2 separate regions of the Sus scrofa genome follow, and region 1 is linked to region 2. A link is a contact called in public Hi-C data. All regions are on one chromosome and are shown on one strand. Each heading gives the region's core, a stretch centred on a gene start, on an enhancer-like site or on the middle of the called end of the contact. The rest is flanking DNA. Distances are from core to core; before and after follow the strand shown.

Region 1 (5,982 bases), core at 2,660-5,159, 150 kb after region 2:
TGTTTAAAAGCCAACAGAACGAGCAGTCTAGGAGGAAGAGGTGATTACACAGGCAAGAGAATGGAGAGTCCTAGGAGGTGGCTTTAGAAGTCGCTATGAAGGGACAGCACAGGTGGAGGCGGGCGAGCAGGACGCCCCATTAGTCCCTCTGCCAACTGCAGCTGCCCTACTGTAACTTCGGTCAGTCGGGGTTTCATTCAAGGGAAAAAGAGAAAACAGAGGCTGGGGCTTTGCGGGTGGCAAGGGGACAGGTGTCCCGGGGCGGGGGGGGGGGAGGGGGATGAACTCCCCAAGGGCAGGGACCGTCTTCTCTGTTGCTGCATCACTGTGACTGGAGCATCAGCGCCCAGGTCCTTATTGTCAAAGTCATCAGCACAGTGATGCTCATTTGTCTCCATTTCAACTTACCTCTTTGGGTGCTTCTCTAAAAAGCCAAAAAAGAGAGTACAGAACAAACAGAAGGTAAATGACTATGTGACTTTTTTTCCTCACTTGGAAGAAGTCTGTGGATTCTTTTATTCTTCCGTAAAGTCAGTTTTAAAGTTCTAGCCATAGTTCTATCCAGAGTCACTGTCATATACCTTGGAAAGCTAAAGGGCATCTTTCACTTTTTAGCTTAATTGTAGGGTGCTTATGTAGCTCTGTCCACTTGGCTTAAAAGTCACAATTCTTGGAGTTCCCGTTGTGGTGCGGTGGAAATGAATCTGACTAGGAACCATGAGGTTGTGGGTTTGATCCCTGGCCTTGCTCAGTGGGTTAAGGATCTGGCATTGCCGTGAGCTGTGGTGTAGGTCGCAGATGCGGCTCAGATCCTGTGTTGCTGTGGCTGCAGCAGAGGCCGACAGCTGTGGCTCCAATTTGACTCCTGGTCCGGGAACCTCCATATGCTGCAGGTGTGGCCCTAAAAAGCAAAATAAAATAAAAAAAAATAAAGTCACAATTCTCGAAATACATACTAAAAACGGTGCTAGTTTACCTATGGAAAATTTAAAATTCATATCCTTTTAAAAAAACCTTAGTCACATGAAAGAACAGAGAACGGGAAAAGAGTACACTGTCTACACTCGAGGCAATTAGGAGGCTGCAGAAATTATCCAGGCCTGGGCCAGGGTGGTGATAGTGGGGCTGGGAGAAATGACTGGTGTGTGGGTACTTTGTGAAGGATGTCTTGACAGACTGACACGAGAAGGGACAGAATGGGAGTCAAGAAAGACACCAAGGGCCAGACGGCTAGGAGAATGGTTTCCAGTTACTGGGGTGGGTAACAGCAAGGGAGGAACAGGTGTAAGGCAACGTTCTGGACTTGCTGTGCTGGAGATGCCTTAGACATCTAAGTAGAGATATGGGCAGGCAGACACTGGTCTCACGGTCAGAGGAGGGTCAGGGATGGAGACAGACAAGAGAGGTTCACTGCGCTTTGAGCCCACGAGACTCGACAAATTTAACTAGAAAGGGAGAACAGATTAGAAAAGAAAAAGGTTCAAGGTCGTGTTTGGCAGTGAAAAACTAGTCTGCAAAAAGTCACCGGATGGCACACCTGTGGCAAGGAAATGTTAAAGCACCCCGGGGAAACCGTGGACATAGTTCCAAGGTCGAGGTGAGTAGGTGAGGGACAAACACAGAACAAACAAAGGATTCAGATTTCCTCCGGTTTGGTGATTGGGGCGTGTCAGCGCTAAGGGGAGAAGAAAAAAAGAAAACACGGCAAAAGAAAGCTGGTAGGAGCAAAAGTGAAGTTATCAGATTCATATATAAGAGATACATGACGGCGAAAGCCTGAGAGTCGGGTGGGCGGGTGACATCGACCCCAGCGTGACCGGGGTACAGGGTCGGGTGGGGTGACTGGAGCCTGGCCGCTCCCCTGGCCGCACCCGCGCCGGCTCCCAGCCGGGCCCTGCCCCAGTTCCTCCAGCAGCCAGACCGCGTGCGGGCGGGTCGGGGTCCCGGGGCCAGCGTGGGCTTGTGTGCTGCGTGGGCTCGGTCACTGGCCGAGCAGGGAAGAAGGACGCCGACAGTGGCTCTTCAGGCTGCACTTTGCAGGAGGAAGCGGCCTGACGACCTGGCTACATTACCAACTCGAGTACAGCCAGGCAGCGAGGCCCGAGCTGGGCAGGGGCTACAGCTGAGTGACCAGGCGACACTGTAAGTTAAGGTTCGGAAAGTTTAGCAGGAGGCTCGGCTGGGGCTGGGCGGAGGCCTCGGGCTGCAGGGCGCGGCGGCGGTTACCTGTTGCGCGCGGCTCCGGCTGCAGCGCTAACCCAGCGGCCTCCCGGCGCTGACGCGTTGCCCTGGAAACTGGCACGCTGGGCCTTCTGGGACCTGCCGGGAGGGGCGGAGCCGCGAGTCTGCGCGCACGCGCACTGGGACCCCGTCTGGTGGTGCGTGGCTCCGGCGGTCTAGGGCGGGGGAGAGTCCTGCTCCACGTGATTCCTCCTTGAGAGAGAAGTGAGCTGGCGGCGTAGGCGTTTGCAAAGGAGCCTCAGGTTGCACCTCCTCAGGGCCCGGGACCTCGGTGGCGCCCTGGCCGCGCCGGGGTGAGAGAGCCGGCCCCGCGACGTCCCCGTAGGCTCGGAGATCCCGCGGTTCTTTCGCGCGCCGGTTAGCCCTCGCCCTTGCACCGGGTGTTTTGAATCCGAGTCCGTTGCGCGTGTCTGGTTCCTAGCTTGGGAGGGGCGTGGATGGAGAGCTGAGCGCTCCTGTTAACCTCTCTGTGTAAAGATAGATTTCTTGGGTGAAAGGAGAAAACCATGACAATGAAGCAATGCATGCTTGGTGTAGAAAATTGACAATGTACAGGAAAGTACAAGAAGATGTAAAAATCACCAAGATCATGGAATTACAAGTGCTAAAAAGTGATTGCGTAAGAATTTTTAGTGATACATTGGCATCATTAACGAAGCTTAGCACTATTTCTCTTCTCCTCTTCCTCCTCCTCCCATTGTATCAACGCCCTGTTGAATGTCCTTGTAGATTAATTTTAGGGGTCACTCCTAGTTAGAATGCGTTCTTCCAGGTTGCCATAGCCACCTCCTCCTTGAGCAGCAAGGGACTTAAAAAAGAGACTCATTTCTCTAAAGAGGACTAAATATCCTCCCTTCGTTTGCCCCTAACACCCTTGATCTTGGTTTTGGAACCCATCGAAGAGTTGGGTGGCTAGCTTTTGGGCGTCTTACTAGATTTTTAACAACAACAGCAAAATCTAACTTTGAACACAATTCAAACATCTATACAAATAAGATGAGGGAGCCTGCTACCAACAGACCATTAATCTCCCCCCCCACACCCCGCCCCAAGGTCTCTGAAACAGCGGAGACAATTTGTTTGTTGAAGTCATGGGTGCTGACAAGCCAGCCGCCACCTCCCTGCCGGGTCTGGGATGTCAGTGAAACCTTACACGGTCCCTCGGCTTGTCAGCTCCGGTTCTTTAAAAGGAACAGGTGGCAAAGGGAGAAAACTGGCCACAGGCCACTCTTAACGGAATCTATTGTATGACGATTCATTTGATTTGTAAACAGATGTGTCAGAAAAATTAAAAGGAAGGAACGCGCTCTGTATTTGTTTAAAGGCTTCGGTGCCTGTTCTGACCCTTCCGGTTCGTTTGGCAGAAGCCCTGTAAACAAAGCCTCCTCCGGGACCGAGCCGGTGTTTTCTGGGCTTTTCCGGCTCCCGAGAGCCCTTCCCTCCTCCTCCCTCCTCCTCCTCCTCCGGTACCCGGGCCCCACCTCCCTCCGGTCCGAGACACCTCCCCGCCGGTCTCTGATTGGTGCAGAGCGCAGCCTTGCCTTTTAGGGACTGTTGTCGGGCTGTTAAAGTGATAAGGGAAAGCGTCCAGTGGCTGCTTTTACCAACCAATCAACTATTTTCCTGACAGATCCCCAAATATTCCCGAGCCAATGGAGGGGAGAGCCCGAGATGCCTGGGCCTCTCCTGGGAGAGGCAGGAGCTCAGACAGCCCTGGGCCCCCGCCAGCCCCCACCTGGCATTTGTCTGTGTCACTGTCAGGATTTGTCTAGCGCCGCGTCCCCTAGCAGGGGTGTGTTGGGGGGAGCCCTCTTTCCAGACTCTCAAAATGGTTATCAAAGTGTTTGTTGCCACATCTTCTGGGTCCATAGCGGTAGGTGTCTGATGGAATGGGGGGGCTTGTCTTCCTGTCCTACTTTCTGAGTATCTTAGACTTGGAATAGAAGGAGCCGGTATGACCCAGCGCTGGCCTTAAATTTCTTTTTTCAGGCGTAAGTAAACGCGGCTCGGCAGTCAGTCTGTGAGCCCTTTGCTTTCGGCCTTGGTTCGAATGGTGTTTAGCGTGTGAAATGTGTGATCCGGGGTAGCTGGGTGTGGAAGGGGAGTCCAGGAAGGGGGCGTGTTGCTGCTAGAACTTTGAACATGTGATTTCAGTCCTGTTGTATCGCATATGTATCTATGATCGAATCAGAGGGACTTTTTTGGTGTGTGGAGTGTTTCTGCCGTTCCTTCTGTCAGATTTATTTAAAATTGCACATAATGTAAAAATATTTGGAGCGTATGATGGACCAGATTATTAAAATGACTCCTGGGTGCAATGACTTGTGTATATCATGTAACTGTAACAAAAAGTGTAAAGTTAGCGTGTGTAATGCTATTATTTGAGGAAAATGATACCGCAGTGACCAGAACAAACATTTCTAAGGCCCCAGATTTAGATATGCCAGGAATTCAAACGGACCAAAAATAGGCGTGAAAAGTCGACCCCCCCATAACATCGCTTGGTCAGATTTCGCGTAAAGGAAGGGCTTTTCTCCTTGGAAATAGTTCAGGCTTTGATTTTAGGCTTGAACCTGCAGAGTCTGCCTGGGACTGAGATTTCAGCCAGCATTTTAGCATCTCAGAGGCTGTGGAGAGAAAACAGTTTTATTAGTCCTGAAAGCGGGAGACCTGCAGCGGGGCTGTTTCCTTTTATATCTGGTCCCTGGACCTTCTCAGGTTGCAGCCTGGGCTTCAGTGGTCACTCAGCTCGGGATGATTCCAGGCGGGTGGGTGGCCCAGGGAACAGTCCTAAGGGCAGCTCCTGAATGCCACCTCCCCCCGCAAAGTTCACGCGGTTTCCAGACGGGATAAGAGGAAAACAGAGGAAAGAGCCTGGTTGTCCCTGGTGAGCAGAGCTGATGGCAACTGTATAGTGATCTCTTGAAGGTCTTTGAACAGAAAACAATGAGGCAAAATTCCAAGTGTAAAACTGCAGAATCCTTTGTGGCTGCTGCTGACCACAGACACTTTTAGTTGATCTACAAAAAGGATGTTTTGGGGGAGTTCCCATGGTGGCTCAGCGGTTAAGTACTGGACGTTGTGTCCATGTGGATGCAGGTTTGGTTCCTGGCCCCGCTCAGTGGGTACAGGATCCCGAGTTGCTGAAAGCTGCAGAGTAGGTCGCAGATGCGCCTTGGATTTGGTGTTGCGGTGACTGTGGGGTAGGCAGGCACCTGCAGCTCTGATTTGACCCTTGGCCTAGGAACTTCCATATGCTGCAGGTGTGGCTGTTAAAAAAAAAAAAAGAATATTTTTGGATTCATTAGGTGAAACAATTTTTGTGTGTGTGTGTGTGAAGAAAATGGCTTTAGTGGGCTTCAGATATGCTGTTGATGCTCATTGCTGGAAACTTCTGCTACTCACCTGCCAATCTTCCCCCTATCCTGTAGACCAGGTCTGAGTGGCTTTATGTATCCTTCTGGAGACATGCACAAATGTGTGGATTTCTTAGGAATATCTCATGTCCTACCTTTTTGAAGTTGGGAGCATGGTTTCGTTAACCTGGGAGGACCCGGAGATGTACTGATCATTCCAGGATCTTGGAAAATCCAAGTCCAGTCTGCTGCCCTAAGCACATGTCTCGGTGCCACTTGGCACTGTGTGACCTTGGAAAAATTATTTCACTTTGCTAAGCCTCAATTTCCTTATCTGTAAAATGAGGACAAAAATAGTATTTCTCTCATCGCATTGTCATGAGGA
Region 2 (6,137 bases), core at 1,928-4,427:
GGAGGGAGGTAAAGGAGGAGGATATCCACCAGACAATCATTCGGCAATGAGATGACTTAAGTCATAGCCACATCACAGCAGCATCACAGAGGTTCTGGATAACTTCAGTTTTGTTTGTTTACAGCCGTACCTGCAGTACGTGGAAGTTCCCAGGAGAGGGGTCAAATCGGAGCTATAGCCACCAGCCTACACAACAGCCACAGCAACGTGGAATCCGAGCCGAGTCTGTGACCTACACCACAGCTCACGGCAACGCTGGATCCACAACCCACTGAGCAAGGCCAGGGATCGAACTAGTCGGGTTGTTACCACTGAGCCACAGCAGAAACTTCCCTACGTGGGGTTCTTAACCTGCTGAGCCACAGCAGGAACTCCTAAAGCAGAATTTTAAGTAGAGTTTTAAGCAATATAAGAAAAGGCCAAAAAAATACATCAACCTATTTTTAAAGTAACTTCGCCATTAATTACAGTGTTATACTTATTACTTCAAAACATAAGCACCTTTCTCCCCAGTATGACTGCAACGTCATTTCAATAATGCTCTGCAGCTTCACAGATAACACTATTTTCACTTATCAACAGAAACAAGAGAGCAATTAAACATTTCCTTAACTTTCAGTAAAAACTGTGCATTTTTTTTTTTTTTGGTCTTTTTGCCTTTTTCTGGGACCACTTCCGCAGCATATGGAGGTTCCCAGGCTAGGGGTCAGATCGGAGCTGTAGCCGCCAGCCTACGCCAGAGCCACAGCAACACGGGATCCGAGCCGCCTCTGCGACCTACACCACAGCTCACGGCGACACCGGATCCTTAACCCACTGATGGAGGCCAGGGATCAAACCTACAACCTCATGGTTGCTAGTAGGATTCGTTAACCACTGTGCCACCAAGGGAACTCCTCTGCAAAATTTTTAGAACTTTCTTGAAAATATTCACTTTTGGAGTTCCCGTCGTGGCACAGTGGTTAACGAATCCGACTAGGAACCATGAGGTTGTGGGTTCGGTCCCTGGCCTTGCTCAGTGGGTTAACGATCCGGCATTGCCATGAGCTGTGGTGTAGGCCACAGACCCGGCTCGGATCCCACGTTGCTGTGGCTCTGGCGTAGGCCGGAGGCTACAGCTCCGATCTGACCCCTAGCCTGGGAACCTCCATATGCTGTGGGAGCGGCCCAAGAAATAGCAAAAAGACAAAAAAAAAAAAAAAAGAAGAAAGAAAGAGAAAAAAAAAAAAGAAAATATTCACTTTTAAGCGTTTGCCTCAAAAAAAAAAAAAAAACTTCTAGGAAAGCAAATATTAAAATTGGCAATTACAGTGATGAATTTTCGTTAGAATTTTGTCTTATAAAAAAAAAAAACTGACAATTGAAAAGACTCTTTTGTTACATTGACCCAAGTTTAAGTGCTAATACTTAACTGTTCTCAGAGAACAAATCCTATTTTTGTTCTCTTGTTTAACAATGATGTTCATATTCTACCAACTTCTACTTACAGGTGTTAGAACCATAGTAAAAGATCATTCAAGAGCTCTTTTTTCAGTTATTTTACTCATACAGGAAGCTTAATATGGCCTGACAACTAAAGGAATTTCTTGTTCTAATACACAAATTGGAAAAAAATACTCTCCTAAAAAGGTTTTATTCCACCAAGGACAAATGAGTGAATAAAACAAAAGCATATATAGTGAGAGTAACTAAAAAAGACGAGCAAGTACAATGAAAAGAGAACTGCAATCTCCGTTAACGGTGCTCCAGAAAGAGAAACTACATAGTTAGAGCCTATATTAAGTTATGCACAGCAAGAGCATTATAAAAGTTTATCAAAATTTCCCAAGGCATTCAACAAGTGTAACACAGTTTAGAACGGCGAAAGTATTGCAGGAGTGGCACAGTCTCAAAGCAGCAGGGTTTTTATTACTCCGCGGAGGAAAAAAGAAAAAAACAAAATAAACCAAAAGCTAGAGAGGAACCTTCCTCCACCTTTCAAACACCAACGCTTCTATTCCTAGGGAACAAGTGGTTGGAAGATCTGGGCGGGGCAAAAGGAGGAAGACCAATCAAAGGTCGAGTTACAAGTCGGGTTCAGGACAAACACGGCTGAGAGCAGCTCGCTGAATGGCTGGCGAGCCCCCGGCTCTCACCATAGGCAGCCGCACCTGGGGACCCACCCCGCCACAAACCGCGGCGCAGGTCGCCCCCACCTCCACCCGGCCGCCCCCCAGGGCCGTTTCCTACCCAAACAAACCCGGCCTCCCCAAAGCAAAACAAAGCCTACGGGAGGCGGTCCCGCTGTCCCAGGGATGCCTCGGCCGCCTGGCCGCCCCCTCCGCGCGCGGCTCGGTCACTTCGCCCCTCCGGCGGGAGCCCCGAAAAGGGGGCGGGGGGCGGGTGCTCGGAAACACCGGGATGGAAATGTCAAAAGTCTCACCAATTCCTCGTAGCTCCTGTTGTGCTCGTTGCCCTCCCAATCCAACCTCTTCGGCAGCAGCTGCAAAGACCCAAGATGCACACGAGTGACCACCGAGCGGGGGGTGGCGGGGCGCAACGGGGTGGGGGGCGGCGGGGACGCGGGGCGGGGAGCCGGACGAGCGGCCCCAGGCAGGGCCGGGAGGGGACGCAGGGGACGCGGCGGGACGGGCGTGGGCGAGGCCGCGAAGCACAGACCTGGTACTGCTCCAGCTCCTGCACCAGCACCTGCAGCCGACGAGACGCGCAGTTAGGGGGGCGGGGGCCGCACCCCGGTCCGCCCGGCGCCCTCCTCCCGAGACCCCAGGCGGCGGCGGGGCCGGGACCCCCGGGGCGCGGCCGCCGCCGCCCGCGGGCCCGCACTCACCTGGGCGGCTCTCCGACACGGGCCGGCCGATAGGTACCGGGCGATGAGGAAGTACAGCTCTGCGGGGAGACGGGGAGTCGGGTCAGGCGCGGGCGGGAGGGTGGCGGGGAGGGGGCCGGGGCGGGGGCGCCGCGGGGAGGGCGCGGGCGGCGCGTCTTACCCGACTCGATGAGGGGCACCGGGCGTCGGGCGGGCGAGGGCTCCGCCATGGCCGGGCGCGGGGCCGGGGCGGGAGCGGGCGAGCGAAGCGTGTAGGCCGCGCCGAGGCCTGACCGGGCCGGCGTTCCTCTACCTCAGGCGCGCCGCCGCTGCCGCCGCCGCCGCCGCCGCCATGCCGTGCGCGCCGCCAGCGCCGACGCCTCCGCGAAGTAGTGCCTCCAGGGGAGAGAAAGTAGTCCCTCTGTGGGCGCCGCCCGTGCCACCGGACGAACGACGGTCCGACCCCGCCAGGAAGGGCGAGCCTCGCCTCCCTCTCCTCTCCCTCGGGGGGCGCAGAGAGGACACTGTGTGCGCTGGGGGCCGGGCCCGGCTCGGGCGGCCGGTGGGGGAGGGGCGCGCGCGTGGCCGGGATCCCTGCGCGCGGTGAAGCGGCTCCCGGCCATTGTGAGGCGGCGGCCCGGCTGCGCGGCGGGGCGGGCGCCGGGGGCGGAGGTCGGGCGGGGGCCGCGGTGGGGGCAGGGACGGGGACAGGTCCTCGCTCCCCCGGCCGGAACCCAGCGTCTCCATCCGGGACGTCAGGGGCCCAGGACCCGCAGCGGGTGCGGCGGGGTCGCCCGCTTCGGGCTCTCGGAAGGGACACTCACGGACGCTCATCCGGGGCCAGTGTGTCTGCCCCCCGGGAAAGATGGTTCGCTTCGAGGACGGAACACCCTTAAAACCGAGATCGTGCCACCCAGATGAGAACGCCGGGCCGAGAAGCTTTCCGCCGGGAGGGGAGGAGGAGTGAGGAACGCCGCGGGATGGGGAGGCCAGGGGTCCGCGGACGCTGACTCTCTGGCTCGGAGGGCAGAGCCGGGTTGCCGCATGCGGGGGAAGGAGAGCCGTGGGACAGAGCCGCAGTCCTGCCGGAGCCCGCAGCCCCCGAGAAAGGGTCAAAGAAAACGCAGTGCATCGCAGAGGATGTAAACCTGGCTAGGAGGGAGCAGCCCAGGGCCGGCGACGACCTAGCCGGGCGAGGAGGGTGGGAGGAAGCGGGCAGTGCAGACACGCAGCGGCCACCTCTCGGGGGACGCCCGCGGGGAGCCGTGGGCAAGTGGGATTCTCTTGGGAAACAGTCGTAGGACTTGAGGTTGGAGCAGTGGACCAGGGTCCCCCAAAATTCCCTTAATGCCCGTGGCGGGCTTCTAATCTAACCACATTCCTTCGGCCAACGTACCCGGTTTGCCCTATTCTGAGCCCTAAAGCACAGCAGGGAGCAAAACCGGGCCCTATGGAGCAGACGTTGTAATTCCAGTTCCTAGGCAGTCTGATAACCTCCAGAGCTTCAAGAGATGAAACATTTGGGTTCAGATCAGACTCTGGGTTGGGACTAACCCTGGGCCTTTACCCGCTGAAAGTGTGACTTTGAGCACGTCACAACCTCTGAGCTTCTATTTTCCTCACCTGTAAGCTGTAGATAGTATGTGTGCCCACTTCATAGGGGGACCATAATGGGTTAATAAGTGTTCTTAGGGTACATAAGCGCCATATACCTGCCAGTTTTTAATTATTTACACCACATAGCCAAAGTTTTTCTGTATATTTATGAAGGAACAATTCAAACATGTTGGAACAAGTGCCTCAGTCGTCTGTTCTTGTATCTTGATTCAGCAAACACCATCAAGTGATGGGGATAAAGGATGAAGGCATAGGCTGCAGCTTTGCCATCCAAGACTTCATTGTCTTTTAGGAGGTGTAAGCAAAGAAGGACAAGGTTTAGGGCAGAAACAGAAGGGAGATTCCACCTGCCTGTGGGAGGGGAGATGTTAGAATTTCTGAGTATTCATGTGGAAAGGGATTCCAGGCACATGAATAACAAAGGGCCAAGACATGAACAACATTCCAAGTTGAAGGAACTCAAGTTTAATAAGTCCAAGTTAAAATTGGGGGAGGGGGAGTTAAAATTGGGAGCAAGTAAAGGGTTCTAAGCCAGAAAGGCTTCTTTTTCCATTTCAGGATAGATTTGGAAGGGTTAAGACCAAGAGGCAGGAAAACCACTTAGTAGACCCCTAAAATAGGAAACAGGTGAAGGTGTATTAGGCCATCATTTATAAGGATGGAGAGGAGACGGGTCCAGAAACGTGTAGGAGGTTAAATCATTAAGATGAGGTTGAAGGAGAGGAAGAGTGCCCAAAATCTCAAGTTCAGGCTTAGTACGTCACGGTTGTGTCACCTAGTGAGATAGGCCATGCAGACTGTAGCTAGATTGCTAAGATGGATAACTGCTTGGAACGACTTGATTACTTGAAGGTACAGCCCGTATATTCCTGTGGGACAGTTTGATCTGATAATACAAGATTACCAGAGTTAGCAAATAGCAAAGACCTAAAGAGAATTTGACCTTTCAAAGATTGACCCAGGAATTGCGTATTTCATTTTGTAGCAATATCATAAAAGCAATACCATTTTGTAGCCCCAAGTGCTGGTAACCATTGCAAGAGGTCAGAAAAGATGATGGGAGTTTTCCTTTGCACAAGCCCTAGTTCCTTCACAATTTACTCAGTCGTCTGGACAAACACGTTCTGAGATTGGAATAGAGACACAAGGATCTCTGACAAGAGGCAGAGTGCCATCCCCCTTCAGCTCTCAAGTGGCGGAGACCTAGATTTGACTCCCACTCAGGCCAGTGAAGAGGAAGAAAGGGGGAAATACTGTCCAGCAGCAGCTCCCAAGTTGGGACCTGCCCAAAGGGGTCTCCCAACAAGGCAAGAACCCTGCCCTCACACAGCTGAATCCGAGCCATTCCAGATGCACACACTAAAGTGTTGCTTGGGGCCATTGGAAAGAACCACCGTGGCGCCCTAAATTATCAAAAAGTTTCTTAGTAAGCAAGGTTGGAAATCTTAAGGGCTGGTAACCAGCTGTAATGCTGTCACCCACCTCCGCTAAAAGAGAACTTTAGCGTTTTTGTTCTTGGCAAGCAGCCCCTCTCCTGGATAAATGTCACCGACTGTCCCGAAGTCAGGTGCTATCAGCACGCTCACTTCACAGCTGGAAACCTGAGGCCCAGATTGAGAAGGGCCCAAGGGCACAGGGCCAGGCTTCCAGCCCACTTGGGACAGTACGACCTGAGGCTGAGCCCGCACCCTGCAAACTTCTGAGGCCCTCCCTC

Evidence for each region. Hi-C and Micro-C count contacts between places; a contact is called where the count stands out from the background.
Region 1: a contact with region 2 is called in a Hi-C map of epiblast stem cells, with 3 times the contacts expected there. The contact joins the promoter of SH3BGR here to the promoter of BRWD1 in region 2. A contact is called at or near these places in 8 of 47 Hi-C or Micro-C datasets (embryonic fibroblasts, epiblast stem cells, heart right ventricle and 3 more).

The regions. Positions count from the first base shown.
Region 1 is chr13:203,042,666-203,048,647 of Sscrofa11.1, forward strand. SH3BGR (SH3 domain binding glutamate rich protein) reads left to right here and starts at 3,910. Exons shown (of 8, transcript NM_001244236.1): 1 at 3,910-4,114. The coding sequence starts at 4,070. It overlaps LCA5L (lebercilin-like protein), which reads right to left and starts at 2,534. Exons shown (of 9, transcript XM_005670355.3): 1 at 2,227-2,534.
Region 2 is chr13:202,893,368-202,899,504 of Sscrofa11.1, forward strand. It overlaps BRWD1 (bromodomain and WD repeat-containing protein 1), which reads right to left and starts at 3,178. Exons shown (of 42, transcript XM_021070988.1): 1 at 2,988-3,178; 2 at 2,828-2,886; 3 at 2,659-2,688; 4 at 2,423-2,482. The coding sequence starts at 3,036.